Regions from separate parts of the Mus musculus genome. Here region 1 is linked to region 2. A link is a contact called in public HiChIP or PLAC-seq data. All regions are on one chromosome and are shown on one strand. Each heading gives the region's core, a stretch centred on a gene start, on an enhancer-like site or on the middle of the called end of the contact. The rest is flanking DNA. Distances are from core to core; before and after follow the strand shown. Region 1 has its middle 7.6 kb from the start of Zcchc24. Region 2 overlaps Zmiz1 (zinc finger, MIZ-type containing 1).

Region 1 (3,200 bases), core at 126-2,625, 290 kb after region 2:
TCCACCTGAACAAGTATCCCATTGAGGAGGAAAAAAACTCCCACTGTTGCTTGAATCCCAGGACCACTGTGGGGAACGAGTGGCCTGAGGGCCTGCTGCTACTGAGAGGCCTCAGGCGGTACCTGCTTGGTCTCCGGGCTGCAGAACACGGAGAGGTGATCGTTAGAAGGACAGCCTGTATGCTGAAGGCCTGGACAACCTACACATATAGCCCAGCCAATCTGATGGAATCTCTAAGTTTCAGGAACCTGGAAGTCACAGAGCCAGGTGTCCACCAGACAGTAGTGGGTGGGCAGCAGCCACTCCATTCTCGCCTTCTGAGTTCACACCCAATTCCGAGAAATGAAAAGAGGGAAAGGAAAGGCAGGTGGTATACATTCCATCAACTGTCTGTCAGCAAGCTTCCGCCTCTGGAGGGATCCCAGGTCTCCAGGGGACACGTGATGGCTCCCAGCTCTAGGACATGTGGAGCCCATCTCCCAGAGGAGTGGGACTACTGACTTTCCCCGTGCCTCTAGAACAGGCTCCTAGGGGGGTCTTCCTGCAGTGTCCACCCTTCAAGATCAACTCAACACTGGCATTTGTCATCACCCAGGGTCAATGGCCCAAACAAGAACATGGCCTCCCGTGCATCACAGCAGTGGGAAGCAGTCTGTCGTTCTCCTGCGCTTTTGCTTATGTGACATCTGTTTGGAAGATGGGATGAACGGCCCCAAAACTGAGTGAGCAGAACTCTCTATGTTATTTTGAGAACATCCTTGTCAGCATCAAAGAGCCAAGGGGGAGTTGACGGCCACCTCCCTAGTCTTCTTACTGGCCCACTCAGATTCTCTCTATGCTGGCTATCGGCATGGAAACCTAATGCTCGTTTGGCATGGCACCCAAGGGCTTGTCCGTACTTCATTCCTGATCCTCCGTCTACATTCTACCTGAAGTGTCTCCCAGATCCAACACACATGGACTCCGACCTCCAGATAAGTGAGGAAACTGACTTTCCCCCATGCCTCTAGAACATGGAGGAAGCCAGTATCCTGACTCCTAAGGGAGTCTTCCTGCAGTATCTCCCACTTCAAGATCAGCTGAAAACTGACTTCCTGTGATCGTAACCCCCATCCTACCTACTCGATAGGTCCCCTCTGTTCTTGACTCTTTGGTGTTTGTGTGGTGTGACAGGTGTGAAACCCACCTTCCTCTCGCTTCCCACCCAGCCCACCCCTGGACTGTGAGCTGCTTGGCAGCTATAATCTCCTCTGCTCTCTCAGCTCTTCGCCACAGCAAGCCTTCTGTTTACTTAAGGGATGAAGTAATAAACTCAGTATGTCCTTGTGGTTTATAAGCTCAGATATGCAGACTATCGGCATGTCATGAAACAGCTCAGAGAGACGGGGATTGAAGAATGGCGAGAAGCCCCAGCAGGGACTGCAAACTGCCAGCATGTGCTGACCATCTGTGTCCTCTGCTACATTTGAATGTGCCCCAAGGTTCATGTCCTGGACAAGTAGTCCTTGCGTTATCAGTATGGAGAGGCAGAGCTTTCAAGAGGCAATTAGATGCTGGGGATGTAGCTCTAAAGTAGAATATTTGCCTAGCATATGTGAGGTCCTGGGTTCAATTCCCTGCATCTCAAGATCATAGAGGCTCTGCCTCCTGAGTGGAGTGACATCACTTTGAAGGGATGGGGCTTATCATAAATGTCTGTTGTCCTAGTTAGGTTTTCTATTGCTGTGGTGAAACACCATGACCTGGGGAGGGAAATGTTGATTTGGCTTACTTTTCACATTGAAGTCTATCACTGAAGGAAGTGAGGGCAGGAATTCGAGCAGGCCTGAAACCTGGAGGCAGAAGTTGATTCAGAGGCCACGGAGGAGAGCTACTTACTGGCTTGCTCCTCAAGGCTTGCTCAACCTGATTTCTTCCAGAACCCAGGACCACGAGGCCAGGGGTGGCACCACCCACAATGGGCTGGGCCCTCCTACTCCAATCACTAAGAAATGCTTTTCAGCCTGATCTTATGGAGACGTTTTCTCACTTGAGGTTCCTGCCTTTCAGATGACTCTAGCCTATGTCAAGCTGACATAAAACTAGGCAGAGCAACAGTTTTTGCCTCCCTTTTGTATATGTGTATATGTGAGTGTGTGTGTGCAATTCTATGTATGTGTGCATGTGTGCGAGTGAGTATGCCTGCATGTGCAGCCTGTGTCTCACTAAGTCTCTCTCTACCTTTTTTATGAAGGCAGGGTCTCTTAGCGAACATGGAAACCATGGAGACTGAGGCGAAGGGATCTCCGTGATCAGCAGTTAACACAGAGACCCATAACTGGGCAAAGCTCTAGGAATGATGGCTATCGGTGCTCAGCGCTAAGTGGGTCTCTCCATTAATGCTTCCCCTACGGCTCAGGAAACATCAGGGAAGAGAAGGTGGGAAGAATGAGGACGACCTCTGCTACACAGTGAATTTCAGACTTGGGCTAAGAGCAAGACCTGCTTGAATGTCCCCCTTACCAAAAAAAAAAAAAAAAAAAAAAAGACTTAGATGCGGTGTCTGCCACTGAATATGCAGTGCCATAGGTCCAAGTTCAGCCAGTGAGTCCATCTCCTCTCAAGATGTCAGCTGTCCCATTACGTATGACCATAGACAAGGCTCTTCCCAATGCCCCTCCCAGCCTTTCCCCCCGCCCCCCATTCAACATCCTGCAACTCTAGTTCTCAGGTCAGCATTGCTGGAGATCAACCATTCTGAGATGCTCTTCTTGGGGAGACATGTTGAAAGCTAAATGAAAGACGAAGGGGGAAGGGCCCTGCTCTCCCTCCCACCCCAGCAGAAGTATCTGCATCTCTGCATCTCTATGTCTTGGGGTGAAGATTGTGGAGGAGCAGCCTCTTTAAGGGTCACAGCTCAGTTCAACTGTGGTGACGGAGTCCCTCAGCCTTGGAGGATGGCCTGTGCTGCCCAGAATCTCGAGAAGAGACTTTTTTGAGAAAAGACTTTTCTTTACTGCATGTGTACAGATGTATGTATGTGGGTCTCTCTGTGTGTGTGCACATGTGCACATATACATGTGCTTTTGTCCTCATAGAGTTTCATGATGGAGTGGATAGACACGACCTGATAATAGATGGCTAGACCTGGGTGGTGGATGGGGTGGGGGGCGGGGAAGTGGAGGCTGAAAGGTGTTCAGGTGTGATCAGTGTGCTCTGTC
Region 2 (3,444 bases), core at 764-3,263:
CTCAAGCCTGGCAACCTGGGTTTCAGTCCTGGAACCCACGTAAAGGGGAGGGGGAGAGAGGCGGGGGAGAGGGAGAGAGAGTGGGGGGGCAGGCAGACCTCACTCCCAAAAGTTGCCCTCTGACCTCCACCTATGTGCTGTGGCATAATGATAACACTAACAATAACAACAATAATAATCTTCAAAAATCAAGGTGCCTGACAGCTGCTGAGGAGTGACACCCAAGTTTGACTTGTGGCCACCACAAGTGTGCTCACAGACATACACCTGCACATACACATATTCATATGTACATGGAGGGAGGGAGGGAGGGAGAATGCACATGCTGAATGCTGGTGAGAGGCCTGGGGACCTGCATGCATGTGTGCTCGCACCGGTTCACATGCATGCCCTTGCTCATACAGAGAGTGACGAGGTTGAATGCCCCTGAGAGTTCTGAGGCCCTCAGGGCACAGGGCACATTGTCCTGCATTACTCTAGGTTGACACTGCCCTTCTCACTTGTAGGATCTTGGGCAGCCTGGCGTACTCGTTTCCTGGGGACAATGGAGTTGTTAGGGGGATGAAATATAATAATGTATGCTTAGTACTCAGTGCTGAGCCAGTCCCATGGTGAATGCTCGTAAATAAATTATGTCAGTAATATTTATTTCAGGGGAAAACTCTATTTTCAAGTCAGAACACTATCTATTAAGTCAAATGTTCCCCTGATTTAATTCCAGATAGCACTAAATAACAATAATAATCATAATCCCCATGGTTTGGAGGCTGCCCCGAGAGGTCCAGGGCTGGGCCTCTGAGCTTGCTTCCTGATGGGAGCTCTTATGCAGAGACAACCCTGAGCGCCTGTCTAGCCTTGCCTTGCCTTGCCTTGCCTGCCTGCTGTTTCCTGCTGTCCAGCGGGTCTACTGGGTAACTGCAGGTGTTTTTGTCTTTCTGGCCCTTTGCTGAGCTCACCTGAGCACTAAGCCTCGCCATTTCTGGGCCTGCATTTCTCTGGCTAAAGCAACCAGAGCCATGGAGAGGATACCCCAGGCATCTTTTCATCCAGAGACGCCATGGCTTCTATACCTTTGCAGTACAATGAGTCTTATGTTCCCAGAGGCCAGTTCTCACAGGCCCAAGTCATTCTGGGGTCTCTTCCTGGGTCCCCACTTCTCACCCATCATGGTCAGCTTGAAACATCTACAGATAGAGAAGTTGCAGAGCTACTGGAAGTATGCACTGCTCATGGTGAACTAGGAACCCATCTTTCCGGTTGGGGAACCCAAAAGTCCCCAGAGATAGCCGTGACCATAGGCCTCTCACTCCTGTCTTATGGCTCAGGTGATTGGCAGCACTTACTGCTGTTATACATTTCAGTTAAGTGACAGGACAGAATTTAATCCTATCTCCTGATCTCAAGAGCTGCCTACTGGCCCTGCTGTCCAGAAAGTTTCTAGGGGACTCTGGATGTAGAGAATGGTCAAGAGGAAGAGAGAAGGGGCAGGTCTCCATAGCGAGCTAGATATGAGAATGCATGACCCAGCTTCTGACCTCTGGGGTTCAGCTCTGAAACCACTGATGTTTTTCCAGAATTTCTTTATCCTAAATCACTGTATCCAGGGATGGACAGGGGCTTGGGGTCTGCTGAGGCCAAGTCTCTGCTGGGCACTAAGGACAAGATGGTGACCCTAAAGTTAAGATTCCTGTCTGTGGGGAGCCAGAGAGAAAGCATAGGTAAAGGCTCAACTGCACCTTTAATCCTAGTTCACTGCCAAGAAAGAAACAAGCACTGGATGGGAAACTCTGGGAGGTGGGTTGCAGGGGCTTGATCAAGCTATATGATGGTGACGATGGGGATTAGGAGTGTGGGCAAAGGCTGGTAACTAAACGAGACCTGCATGGCCGGGGATGTGGGCAGAGGACAGAGACAAACACTTTGCACATCTCAGTCTCATCTGTCCCTGGAGAGAGCTGGCAGAGTGGTGAGCCTGTCACAGGCTTGGATCCAGTTCCGGGTTGTGGCCCACAGATGACTATAGGTTGTACACGGGGCTAACTTCCTGCCCTAGTCAAGGGGCACATAGAGATGACATCACTGTCTATTTATGCCTCCTGAAGGCCACTTCCCTCTTTGAGTCATGAATGGGGAGCTTGACCTTGGCTCTTGATCCATTGTCCTCCTGAATCCTACCTGCTGTGCCCGAGGACCTTCAGCTGTCATGGAGGGAGGGGGGAAAACTACTGCTCTCTCTCTCTCTCTCTCTCTCTCTCTCTCTCTCTCTCTCTCTCTGTGTGTGTGTGTGTGTGTGTGTGTGTGTGTGTGTGTGTGTGTGTGTAAGTTTGGGTTCTCCCGGCCCTGCACCTTTGTTTATTGACTTTGGTCCTTGTTCAGCCCTGTGTAGGGAGCTATGTCGAATGAAATGTGAAGAACAGGGGATGATAATGAAATCAACTGGACTGTTTCCCCAGTAATTCTAGAGACGGATGCATCATTAATGTTGGTAATACAGTGCCTGTCAGCTCACAAACTTCTCAATAAATGTGCAGCTGGCAAGCTCTGATAGAAATTGGAGGCAAGCAGAGAATGAGATTTGGGGCCTTTGATATATGGGGTGTCAGTGGCACCGTGAAGTTTTTATCAATTTCTGTCACTTTGGGCTTTTGTGCACGCTACATATGTGGTCTCTATGGCCACTCTCCATGGGCTGTATGGATGCTGACTGTGCCCCCGCAGTAGTGTGAGGAAGAGGGGTTGTTACAGGGTCCCCCACATCCCTCAGAGGCTCTCCCTTGGGGCCTATTATTCAGATCCCCTCAGACCAACACAGACAGTAGCACCAGCAGCGTCTGGACTGGGCTCATGAGTCACTCAGCCACCATGTCAGTTTTGAGTGCGTTTGTCTACAGCAGTATTCCTCAACCTACCCAATGCTACAACCCTTTAATACAGTTCCTTCCTGTGACCCCAACCATAAAATTATTCTTGCTGCTACATCATATTTGCAATTTTGCTACTGCTGTAAATCATAATGTAAATACCTGTGTTTTCTGGTGGTCTCAGCTGACCCCTGTGAGAGAGTCATTCAGTCCCCGGATGGGTCAACACACACAGGTTGAGAACCACTGGCCTAGAGAGACTCAGATTCCCAGAAGAAAGCCAGAGGTGAAAGTTTGAGCTTAGGGATCAGCGTTAAAAGGGGCTGAATGGGTGAACTAGAAGTAGGGACAGTTAGAGAGGAAAATCTGTGTGGACCCAGGTTTGGGACTGCAGATAAACCCAGAAGTTTATGGGGGAGTGAAGACCAGGCTAAGCCTCGATGTGTGGGTAAGGGGTAATTGACTTTCAGAGGCAGTATAATGTGAAGGTTGCTGTGTACGTTCTGGAGCGAGGTTTCTGGGTCCCAGATCCAAACCTAGCAACTGTGTTCAGGTTCCTTCCTTTGTCTAATGGGGATAGGAA

What was found. HiChIP or PLAC-seq counts read pairs in DNA pulled down with a chosen protein or histone mark.
Region 1: a FOXA1 HiChIP or PLAC-seq map of pancreatic cancer cells shows a contact between it and region 2. The contact joins two enhancer-like sites. A contact is called at or near these places in 1 of 115 datasets of contacts at active chromatin or transcription factors (pancreatic cancer cells) and 1 of 9 other capture datasets (adipose tissue).

Annotation. Positions count from the first base shown.
Region 1 is chr14:25,775,101-25,778,300 of GRCm38.p6, forward strand. No RefSeq gene overlaps it. Among named protein-coding and RNA genes, the nearest start is that of Zcchc24, 7.6 kb to the left of the region's middle. Within about 2 kb of position 1,376, at least 26 of the 459 cell types and tissues checked have an H3K27ac peak or open chromatin away from gene starts, as enhancers often do. A contact at or near this core is called in pancreatic cancer cells, where this site is marked.
Region 2 is chr14:25,482,193-25,485,636 of GRCm38.p6, forward strand. All of the region lies in intron 1 of Zmiz1 (zinc finger, MIZ-type containing 1), which reads left to right. Among named protein-coding and RNA genes, the nearest start is that of Zmiz1, 25 kb to the left of the region's middle. Within about 2 kb of position 2,014, at least 67 of the 459 cell types and tissues checked have an H3K27ac peak or open chromatin away from gene starts, as enhancers often do. A contact at or near this core is called in pancreatic cancer cells, where this site is marked.